Linked DNA regions of Mus musculus: region 2 is linked to region 1. The links are chromatin contacts, called in public ChIA-PET maps. All regions are on one chromosome and are shown on one strand. The core of a region is the stretch at or near the end of the contact, and the rest is flanking DNA. Distances in the headings are between cores, read along the strand shown. Region 1 has its middle 57 kb from the start of Gm30691. Region 2 overlaps Adcy8 (adenylate cyclase 8).

Region 1 (2,700 bases), core at 70-2,569:
AATATGGTCTGTCATAGTTTGAATATCTTGTCCCAGGGAGTGGCACTATTTGGAGGTGTGGCCTTGTTGGAGTAGGTGTGTCACTGTGGGCTTGTGCTTTAAGACCCTCATCCTAGCTACCTGGAAGTCAGTATTCTAGCAGCCTTCAGATGAAGATGTAGTACTCTCAGCTCCTTCTGGACAATACCTGTCTGGAAGCTGTCATGCTCCCACCTTGATGATAATGGACTGAACCTCTGAACCTGTAAGCCAGCCACAATTAAATGTTGTCCTTATAAGAGTTGCCTCGAAACACATGAAACTCAAGAAGAACGAAGACCAAAGTGTGGACACTTTGCCCCTTCTTAGAAATGGGAACAAAACACCCATGGAAGGAGGTACAGAGGCAAAGTTTAGAGCTGAGATGAAAGGATGGACCATCTAGAGACTGCCATACCCGGGGATCCATCCCATAATCAGCCTCCAAACTCTGACACCATTGCATACACTAACAAGATTTTTCTGAAAGGACCCTGATATAGCTGTCTCTTGTGAGGCTAAACCGGGGCCTAGCAAACACATAAGTGGATGCTCACAGTCAGCTACTGGATCACAGGGCCCCCAACGGAGGAGGTAGAGAAAGTACCCAAGGAGCTAAAGGGGTCTGCAACCCTATAGATGGAACAACAATATGAACTAATCAGTGCCCTCCCTGGAGCTCGTGTCTCTAGCTGCATATGTATCAGAAGATGGCCTAGTCGGCCATCATTGGAAAGAGAGGCCCATTGGTCTTGCAAACTTTATATGCCTCAGTACAGGGGAACACCAGGGCCAAGAAGTGGGAGTGGGTGGGTAGGGGAGTGGGGAGGAGGGTATGGGGGACTTTTGGGATAGCATTGGAAATGTAAATGAAGAAAATACCTAATAAATTTAAAAAAAAAAAAGAGTTGCCTCGGTCATGGTGTCTGTTCACAGCAATAAAACCCTAACTAAGGCACAGTTATTGCCTTTTCCTTAATCAGACTAAAAATTCGCACAGCCTTTGAAGCCCTCAGTCTGCTCTCTACAAGAGCTCACAGACACCAGACTTCTTTTAATGACAGTCATGGGTTTCCAAGATGGCTAAACAGACCCCAAATGGAAGTGTGATCTGTGCGACATAAACTTCAGAACGTTACGGTGAGGATGCATAACCAAATAGTGGAGGCAACCTGTGGGCGGGGAGGTTACAGTGAAAACTCCTATCAGAGCAGATCTGCTTTCTGAACCCACTGGAGAGCCTTAGGATTGGGCCTAAGGGCCTCTTCACAGGCACATGCTTTCCTTTGCTGCCATCTTGTGGTAGCACTGGTGAACAGCGTCCTGGAGACCCTAGCACTAGATCAGCTCTTCTGAAGTTAATACTACTCTACAAAGGAGAAAACATTCGGCACCTGACACAGCAGAGGTTTAAGCCGGTTCTGTATTTGCCTTGACCACACATCTTAGAAAGGGAAACGCTGAATTTGAACTTCCCTTTGCCTAAGCCTGTCAGGAGGTCAGGATGGTGTCTCCGAATAAGAGAACACAGACGACAAATTCTAAGACAAGATCACTAAAAGAAATGAGCCCTGGGTCAGGACCGTGGAGACCCCGTATCAGACCTCGACTTTATCACACTGCTCTGCTAAGCTGTTCAGTGAGCAAAAGATGCATATGATCTGTGATCTACTTACTCAGAACTGTTGTTTATTGAACACATAGCATACGTGGTTATTGTGCTAGGAGTTGAGGTCACAAGCTGCCTTAGTGATCGATCATTCGACTCCAGTCATCCTGCCCATGATGAGACAACCTCAGAAACCTCAGATCTTCTGGCTCTGGAAAGTATGCATGCTTTCTCTTCTGCTTCTTTTCACTGCGGGTACTCCTGGACCTTCCTGTCCACATGTCCTTAAGCACTTTAAATTGTTGCCATAGTTAGTCCGTGTAGACAACTGTGCTTCTTGCCTTCTACCCCAGCCATCAGCCATCACGGAACACCCCCGCCAAAAATTATGCTAATGAAGCATCTTATTAGCCATACTCTCCAGACTCTTCTCTAAGCTTCTTTATTTGTCCTTATTGCTGCCTCCCTACACCACCACCCCCTGCTACACGCACACACACACACACACACACACACACACTTCCACAGCCTCATGGCAAACTCTCTGAAATTGACTTCTTTCCTCACCACCTTGTGGCCACAGTGTCCTAATGACACTGCAGCTGCATTGCTCAAAATGGACAGCTGAGAAATGGGATCTTCTGAGAAATTCTCTTCTGTTTTCTTCTGGGCTGAAACCTTTCCTTAACATCTATGTCCCTCTCCTCCAACACATAAGTCAAAGTTGACCTTTTGCCCCCCACTGGGTGTGTTCTTTTTATTCACAATATCAGCTCCCTGTTTTGCAAATGTGTAAACTAATATGCACACTAATGCCAAGAACATATTAATAAGATTTCAATATTTTAGCTTTTATATTTCAATAATTCTTTGCAAATTTCATACATGTACACAATATTTTAATTATATTCAGCCCTACCCTTCCCTCAATTCCCCCAATTCCTCCCAGATCTGTCTGACTCCCGACTTAATATTCTGTTTTGTTTGTTGTGTTTTCTGTAACCCACTGATTCCAATCTGAGCTGTCCATATATTCTTGGGTGTAGAGCCATACACTGTAATATGATCAACAC
Region 2 (2,770 bases), core at 238-2,737, 80 kb before region 1:
GATTGTCTGTGTCTGAGAGATGCTTAAAATGAAACTGCCAATCAGGAAGCACACTGAGTCTTCTCATCACCATTGGGTGAATGACCTCATCAAAGTGTAGAATCTGCTCAGTGGGAAAAGATCCCTTTGCTGAGATTGTTGGATACACAGACTTTCTGTTACTTATTGGTTCTCTTTCTCTCATACCTGGGATGTGCCAGGTTAGAGAAACAGTGGTGACTCCCATTTCTCAGGCAACAGCTCCCTAAATGCCTCAAACCAAAGGAATTCAGCCACACAGAGGGAAGAGATCACTCCTCTCCCTGTGACATTTTGCCAGGTTGTGTTTCTCTGAACCAAAGGCTGCTAACTGATCACATGTGGTAGGCTCCACTGAATACAAGTGCATGGGATGCTGTGACTGTATGCAATGCAACATGATCTAAAACAACATTGCGTTTCTTTTGGATCCTAAGGGGACTAGCAGGTTTATTGTATCTGCATGTGCTTTCCCTCTAGACTCTGGCTGCCCTAACAAGAAATTCAATAAATCTGCTTCCAAACCATCTCGCACAAGCTTTGCATGTCCAGTCTGGGCCTGAGGAAATTAACAAGAGAATAGAGCATACCATCGACTTGCGGAGTGGCGATAAGTTGAGAAGAGAGCATATCAAGCCATTCTCACTGATGTTTAAAGACTCCAGCCTGGAGCACAAGGTAGAACCGAGTCTCCACAGTGGCTTTTTTTTTTTTCTGAAGTAAATTACTGTCAATGTTGGTGGGATTAGAGAGCACAAGGGCTGTGGTCTTGCTTTCTCTGTTCTTCCTTTGGTTTGGTTTGATTGGGTTTTTTTTTTCCTTATGATCTTTGAAATAATGAGTAAACTGAAGGCCATGAAGGGAGATACTCATTAGATAAAGAAAGCCTCGTCTCTGCACTTTAAGGGAAAGATGCCAAAGGAACAAAGACGCCTTGACTCAGTAAGCATCAAAAGGGTTTCTTCCACTTTGAGTCAGTAAAGCCAAGTAGTGTTGCTAAGCCTTTGCATTCACTTCCATTGTAACCCTGATAGTTTAACATACATGGATTCTCAAAACCTGATGTAAATGTAAGCACTGAGCCCGGTATCACTTATATCTTAAACACTGTCTGATTTTTCACATGTCTGCTGTATTGGATCAGACTTAATCCTCTATCTAAATTTGATAGTAAACCATAGACTGTGAGTCAAGCTTAACCCCTCCCTTGCTACTTCCTTTCTGCGTGACCTCTGATAAGAAAAATGACATCTCCGAGCCTGCACTCCCTTCCGTAAAAGGAGGTCGTTATACATGCCTCAGTCACAAGTTGTCTGGCTACTTTTTGTTCTTGTGACTTAAAAAATAAATAAATAAGTAAAAACTGGCAATGCAGTGAAGGAAGAGAGGATTTCTTTTGATTCACAGTTCAAGGTTCAGTCCATCGTGGTAAGGAAATCAGGGTGCTTGAAGCAGATGGTCATATTACCTTCACAGTCAGGAAGAAAGGTGCAGTCAATGTTAAGGTCTGGCTCCTTTTCACCTTCATATTTGGTTCAGGAAGCCAGTTCATGTAGGTGTCACCTACAGATAGAGTGACTATTCCTACTCAGGTAACTTAGTCAATAAAAGCCCATGTGTGTCCCAAGGATAACATTTGTAGATAGTCCCTCACATGCATGCTCTGCACTTCCCAGACTAGATGATTCTGCATCCTGTCAATTTGACAGTCATAAACCATCACACAAGTTATTATGATAGTCTCCAAGACAATGCCTTGCTTAGGCAAATCGTTCAAATATGGCAAGCTGTCACTGTGCTGGTGACATTCTCTATTTCCTTCTTCTATTTCAAACCTGTACTGGGGAGAAGCAAAGATAGGTGGGGTATATTGCTTCAGTCAACTGCTCCCTTTCATTGCCAAGAGCAGACCATTTTTCCTTAGCTGAGCCCAGGGTGTGTTTCACATCTGCAGGAGCCTCCAGCAAGAACAGCAGGGTACTTGCAGCAAATTTCAGGAGCCTGACCCACTATTTCATGAAGCTCCTGTTAACGATTCCTTTATGAGTTTATTCAGCTGCCTGGAGATTGTGCTTTTCCCAGTTAGGAGAATTCACAATGGTGTGCACATGCCCTGTTATAACTTACCGGCCCCATTCTCAATGAGATTCTCTGATCCCTACCTACAGACAGCAAACTCTAACATGAATACCTTCCACCTTCAGTTCCTAGTTCAGATTCCATTGTGTCTATGCACAAAAAAAAAAGGAAAGAAACAAACATTTTCCTCACTCAACATCCCCCCCAAATAGCAGGTGTGATTTTTCTTATTCATAATATAATTAAGGGCTTACATGCCAAAATTAAAATCATTTTGTCTTCTGGATACTCTACAAAAGGAACTAGGATAATGAGCAGAGGGAATTTTCAGAGAATCTTCATAATTAGCCTGTATAGACATTACAGTTTAGCCCAGAAGTGAGCAAAACCCTTTACTCATTCATGCTAAAAGTGCACTTGCCTCTCTCTCACCCTAACTCCTGCAGACTGTATTATCTAGTGTGTTTTAGCTAACAGTTTCTGCATCTTACCTGCAGCTCCCTGATACTAGAATGAAAATGGATCAGTGGCAGGAAAAGCATGTTTGAGTCTGAGTTATCTAAGCCTCTTCCAGAACAGTTAGAGGGTGGTACTCTAGTATACGTGGGGATTTGCCCATGGATGATCCAGCTATGTGTCATCTAGCATGTGCTCTGTGGGTCTCAGGGTAAAG

Evidence for each region. ChIA-PET counts read pairs in DNA pulled down with a chosen protein or histone mark.
Region 2: a contact with region 1 is called in an SMC1A ChIA-PET map of the G1E-ER4 cell line, with 7 read pairs. The contact joins two enhancer-like sites. A contact is called at or near these places in 1 of 39 promoter capture datasets (hippocampal neurons), 1 of 15 datasets of contacts at CTCF or cohesin (the G1E-ER4 cell line) and 15 of 484 Hi-C or Micro-C datasets (the AML12 cell line, the G1E-ER4 cell line, the HL-1 cell line and 10 more).

Annotation. Positions count from the first base shown.
Region 1 is chr15:64,686,005-64,688,704 of GRCm38.p6, reverse strand. No RefSeq gene overlaps it. Among named protein-coding and RNA genes, the nearest start is that of Gm30691, 57 kb to the right of the region's middle. Within about 2 kb of position 1,319, at least 12 of the 459 cell types and tissues checked have an H3K27ac peak or open chromatin away from gene starts, as enhancers often do. A contact at or near this core is called in the G1E-ER4 cell line, where this site is marked.
Region 2 is chr15:64,765,733-64,768,502 of GRCm38.p6, reverse strand. Adcy8 (adenylate cyclase 8) reads left to right here. Exons shown (of 18, transcript NM_009623.2): 8 at 499-696. Among named protein-coding and RNA genes, the nearest start is that of Gm30752, 32 kb to the left of the region's middle. Within about 2 kb of position 1,487, at least 1 of the 459 cell types and tissues checked has an H3K27ac peak or open chromatin away from gene starts, as enhancers often do. A contact at or near this core is called in the G1E-ER4 cell line, where this site is marked.